Regions from separate parts of the Oryzias latipes genome. Here region 1 is linked to region 2. The links are chromatin contacts, called in public Hi-C maps. All regions are on one chromosome and are shown on one strand. Each heading gives the region's core, a stretch centred on a gene start, on an enhancer-like site or on the middle of the called end of the contact. The rest is flanking DNA. Distances are from core to core; before and after follow the strand shown.

The links. Hi-C and Micro-C count contacts between places; a contact is called where the count stands out from the background.
Region 1: a Hi-C map of embryo shows a contact between it and region 2, with 2.4 times the contacts expected there. The contact joins the promoter of LOC101161892 here to the enhancer-like site in region 2. A contact is called at or near these places in 5 of 5 Hi-C or Micro-C datasets (embryo, fibroblasts and gastrula embryo).

The regions. Positions count from the first base shown.
Region 1 is chr8:22,334,007-22,336,706 of ASM223467v1, reverse strand. It overlaps LOC101161892 (nuclear factor interleukin-3-regulated protein-like), which reads left to right and starts at 1,434. Exons shown (of 2, transcript XM_004071983.3): 1 at 1,434-1,724; 2 at 2,280-2,700. The coding sequence starts at 2,340.
Region 2 is chr8:22,292,231-22,295,041 of ASM223467v1, reverse strand. No RefSeq gene overlaps it. Among protein-coding and RNA genes, the nearest start is that of LOC111947839, 11 kb to the left of the region's middle. Within about 2 kb of position 1,486, at least 5 of the 8 cell types and tissues checked have an H3K27ac peak or open chromatin away from gene starts, as enhancers often do. A contact at or near this core is called in embryo, where this site is marked.

The DNA.
Region 1 (2,700 bases), core at 185-2,684, 42 kb before region 2:
CACATGATAATGGTAACTCTAAAAAAGACCCACAATGCAGTCTGTCTGTTTACACACAGGCACAGGTTGTTCCCAGATTTTGGCACATGAACATTTTTTTCACAACACTTTCATCAGGATTGTTTGTGATTCATACAACTGGCCTTCATACCATAAACTATACTATTAGAAATCATCATTACATGAAATCCGGACATTTGTGACTTTAGAATATTTTTGCTCTACTTTGGCAAACATTATGATAAAAGTAACTTTAAATAGTATGGAAGTTTTGTAATGCCATTGCCATTTTGAGGTAATAAAAATGTAAGGTCACAGCTTACTTTTGCTCAGAAACTAATAAGTAATGGACCACAGCTTGGAAGTAACTTGCACCAAACTGCAGCTCACAGGGTCTGACCCAATTCATCTACATTTTCATAAAGCTTGTTCCTCATCAGGAATTAAGTCACACTCTGCCTCAAAGATCATCAGAAGAGTTAAAAAACACAAAAAAACTGTGCAGTAAAAACAAAAATACAAGGTCTGAATTTCTGGAAAAGTCCATTCACAGTCAGGGAAACGGAAACATTTGGGAATGCAGGATCTGAATCTACCTTTTGATCCAGGTAGATCAGCAAACCCTCAGACCAGCCCGTGTGGCACCAACAGCCACATTCAAAGTCACTTCCGTCACCTTTCTTCCCCGTTCTGATGCTCGGTTTGAACTGCAGCAGATTGTCTTGACCACGTCTACGTGCCTACATGCATTGAGTTGCTGCCATGTGATTGGATAATAAGAAAATTTCCATTACAGATCATTTGGACAGGTGTGCCTGAAAAAGTGGCCAGTGGGTGCACAACTTTTTGTAGAATAAAAACATTTGTTTATAAAAAATGTATTTGATCTTTTTGAGCACCAAACCAAGAGAATTTTATGAATTTGTGTTGGGCCTCGAAGGGTTAACAAATGCTGGGGAGGGCAGAATGTGGTAAGGATGACCCCCACACACACACACAAACATACACAAAAGAGGTTTTTGAGTCATGTTTAATGACCCATTTTCATCCACTGGTTTTTGACGCCGCTAGAGTTGTGATGCTCCTCTGATGCGTTTTTCATTCCTTTATTTTCTTTTTAGTAGAAGTTCTTTTTTTGACATATATCTTTTGTCAGTTTATCTTGTTTTCCCAAAATTTATTAGGACAATAATTGGAATAAATTGAATTAAATGAAGAAGCTTGATGAAGAGCTGATGCGCTCGTGAAGCCACAGAAATGTGTCAGCAGGATGACTGGATGAGCTGTGATTATTCACACTTGTTGCCTTCAGAAAGACAAGCACAGAGGCAACGTTATCTAATTGTGACGATGTACTCTGAGTGGGCGTGGCCACGGAGGCAGATGACGATGATGATGGTGCCTGAAGGGGCTCGCTTTCCCTGGAAAGGGGCGGCGTCGGGAGCGCGCACACCGACGGGGTCGCGCCGGTTCAGCCGAGGACGGGGTCCGTCCTGAGCTGAACTCCACGTTACAAATAGGAGCTGTGCCATTCCAAGTGGAGCAGAGTGGAAGCGCAGCGCGCGCGCCGGAGATAATATTAAGTAACCGCGAGCAGTGAATGCGCTTTCATCAGCGCGCCTGGGTCGGATCCGGACAGACACGGACGGGCTTTCTGAGGTGGAGAGGACGCAAAGGCACCAGCTGATTTAAGAAGAGAGAGAGGGGGGAAAAACATCCCACAGGTACGTTTATCAAAGTTTTTTTTTTACTAATTTTTCAAACAGTTCAACAACTCTCTTAACCAGGAACATTAAAATGGTTCAAGTTTTGAGGTTTAAAGTAAAAAATGTGATCATTCAAGCTGTTCAAAGTGAAATCTAAATAAAGGGATTGCTTGAAGATGTAAAGTCTTCTGACATGCCATGTGTTTTAAATGAGTCAGGACATGAACTGAACTGAATCAGGTCAGCTGAGATGTGATGGAAGAGCGGCTTGTTCCTGATAAACATGTGGGTCAAAGCTGATGAAGCTCAGCTCTCTAGCCAGAAACTCTCTACAGATTTCAAACGCTCCTGAAGAGACTTCATATACTAAATTAATAGTCTTTCAAATTCATTCTTGAAATCATTCTTCTAAAATGTTCAGAAATGACAGCATTATCTCATCCGGTCATGTAATGAGGCTCCTCAGGTTGTGGTACAAGTTGCTCCTGTTCAGAGATGTAATGGGGTTGCATAATATTGTGTTGTAATGTCTCTTGCATAACCTAAAAAACTTTCCTCTTTTTCCAACACTAGGTGGCACTGTTATCACAAAGAAAGCGCTACAGAGGAATCTTTCAGCTTCTGCAGGGCAAAATGTTTGAGGAGGTGTCTCAGGAGCGAAGGCAGCAGGAGGCGGCTGTGCTTCATCCCATGGATTCACCTGCAACTGCAGGAGGAGGAGGAGGAGCGGAAGGAGCAGCAGGAGCTGCTCTGTCCTTCACGGATGAAAGTGTGTCCCTTCTGACCTCCAGCAGCCTGTTGGCTCGCTCCCTCCTGGGTCGCACCTCAGCCAGCAAACGCAAGGAGAGTCCTGGGAGCTGCAACCGGCGAAAGCGCGAGTTCATCCCTCACGACAAGAAGGACGAAGGCTACTGGGACAAGAGGAGAAAGAACAACGAGGCAGCCAAGCGTTCGCGGGAGAAACGGCGCGTGAACGACATGGTCCTGGAGAGTC
Region 2 (2,811 bases), core at 237-2,736:
CATTAGAGTAACAAAGACATAAATACAAGTCAGTTTCTTATTTTTCTACAGGGTGACTTCATGGCTCCTACAGGGTTATTGTCAGTAGTGAGAAGTAAACCTGAAGGGCTCTTTAGGTGTTGAGGGTTGCAGATCCCTGGTGTGGAGTGAAGAAACGTTAGGGTTCAAACAATCTTCAAAGTCTAAAAACAAGGTTTTACATCTCTGCAAGTCTCTCAATAGTTTGTGGTGCAGGGCTCACATGAGCAGAGGTTTCCAAAGAAACTGAGGCTCTTGATTTCACAGCCTGTCACAATAAAAGTTGCACAACGCTCAGGGACTTTCTGATAGTACAGAGCCAAAGATTAAATAGCAACATGACAGATCTTTGAATGAGGCCAACTGAGGGGAAAGAGGTAAATCTGTAAACAGTGACCGAGGAGGAGTCGGTTTACAGTAAGGGCCTCCTTTGTCCCGCCTGCCACTCAATCCTTCCTGGCCTAATCCAAACACCTGGAGGGGGAGGGAGGGGAGGAGGCTGGACCGCCGGCCCCATGTGAGCCGTTGCTCACATGCAGCCATGGCTCAACGTGTTACAGTAACACCTTTACTGAAAGTAAGACGAGCTGTTACGTAAAACCCGCTCCAGGCGGAGACAAAAATCCCCGGAGGGAGCGGAACAGGGCGGTCGGGTTCTGAGCAGAAGGGTTTCCAAACATCAGCTGTTGTTTGTGTTTTCTCTGTCACTGCTTACATGACGCGTTTATCTGTGTCGCCCCCAAGCTGTGGAGCCGAGTAACCTTCCAGGGAGACATGCGAGTGGGCAGCAGTCAGCTGTTTTCGTGGAAGTCTGTTGCTTACGAAGAACCAGACAAATCCCACTTCCGGGCCGTGAAAATAAGAAGTGAAGTTGGGGATTTCGTGTTGCTGCTGCACCTAAGTGGCTCTGACTGATGTCTCTGGAGCTCAGACACACAGGCTGCACCTGAAAGGGCTAAACTGGGATTTCTCCCAGTATGTGGGTCACCAAACCTGAACCTTCAGTCATCACACAAAGACTTCACATTGTTTCGGGAGCATCGATTGCTGTCACGCTTCAGTCATGAGGAAATGGATTCATGAACTGCACAACTATTCCCACAGTCTCGCCCTCCTAATAAAAATTGTTTTAAAAAACTCTTTCAACAGCCTGCAGGGATTTGCAAGAATGTCTACAGTTTAGGTTTCATCTTGACAGGAATTGTATGCAGCTCTTGAAAAAACGATGGTTAAGTGGGAGCGGATTGGAAAACAAAAGCTCCTTTATTGCGGCACAGAACAAACCAGGTTAGTGACACTTTTCCTAAAATAGCCGAGAAGTGGTCACCAGGGTTCTGGAGCAACAGGCAGAGCGGGAGAACGGGTGAGTGAAGGAGGGAAAGAAAAGAGGTGGAACGGATGGACAGCACGTGAAGGCAGGAAGTGTGTTGTCTGAGAGCCATGTGCTGAGGCCGGGCGTGTGAGTGATCCGTGAACCTGATCACGTCACTGTGTGACTCAGAGTGGAAGAGGCCACGCACGCACAAACAGTCTCCTTCACATGCACACAAACCCTGACGTGCAAAAATCCACCGTAGTGGCATTAAACAGTCCAAAAATAGGCTGCAAACAGACGGGAGGAGCTCACACGAGCCTGGAAGGCTCGATATTAAGCCAGAAAATGCAGGAAAATCAAGGTGTGTTGGAGGCACCCTGAATATTAAGGATTCTTAAGTGATGACATACTAAATTTGACCTATTTTTGACCCACCAACAAAACAGTTCAAATCAGATCTGGTTTCTAAAGTCCCTCTCCTATCATCTGATCTATTCTTAAAGCGTTTCCAGTGCTCTTTATCCTGATTATTCCGTTTTTAGCTGAAATCTGCAGCATGAGTTTATTGGAAAGTTGCCCTTCATTTCCCATCATCTCTTTGTTTACACCCTCCTCCGCTAGCACACAGCCCCTCACACCCCAATCTAATATAAGTGGTACAACAAAAATGGCGAGCAATGTTGGAGCTATAAAGCCGTGAAGTTTTTGATATAGATTCCAGCTCAGACGAGGAAAACAAAGACGTTCATGGATGCAGTGGTTTCCTAGTGGATGCATCGGAATGGAGCGGAGCAGGGAGACTTTGGCCCCCCCAGCGTATTTTCTGCATAACAAATCAACTCTTTTTCAAACAGCAGTTTTTCTATTTCAATAAAGAAATACTCAGAAAGGCAGTTTTGAGCTTAATTTTCTAAAAAATATGTATGGTGGCCCTGAAGGGCAAATCCCACCAACAAATCGCTTAACGCAAAGATATATGAAAGATCAACAAGTAAAAGAGCAAACACAAGTCATTCAAAAAAACAACATTACTGTCAGGAACTGGTGATCTGGGACCCAGAATGCAGGAGAACAGAAACTAAAACATTAATCATCAATAAACTGAAACATGATAAAAACCCCAAACAAAGAGGGGACAAAACAAGGAAGAACTGAAAACCAAAACACTGACTATTACAATTACATTAACAATTACAAAACACAAAATAAAAATGAAACATTTTGAAAAACAAAGGAAACAAAAATGAAATGCTAATAAAGATATCACTGATTGGATGATGATGTTCGATGATGTTCGATTTTTGACATTTGAGTTGTTTCAAATATGTCTTCAATGTCCGCATACTCATAAAAGTGTTACAATAAGTAATGAGCAGATCCAGAATCGCTTCATGCCAAATAACCTTCAGTGGAAATGATGGACAAACGTCATACTTTCCTTTTGATTTCTGCAAATTACTTTTGTTTTCCAAATTTTT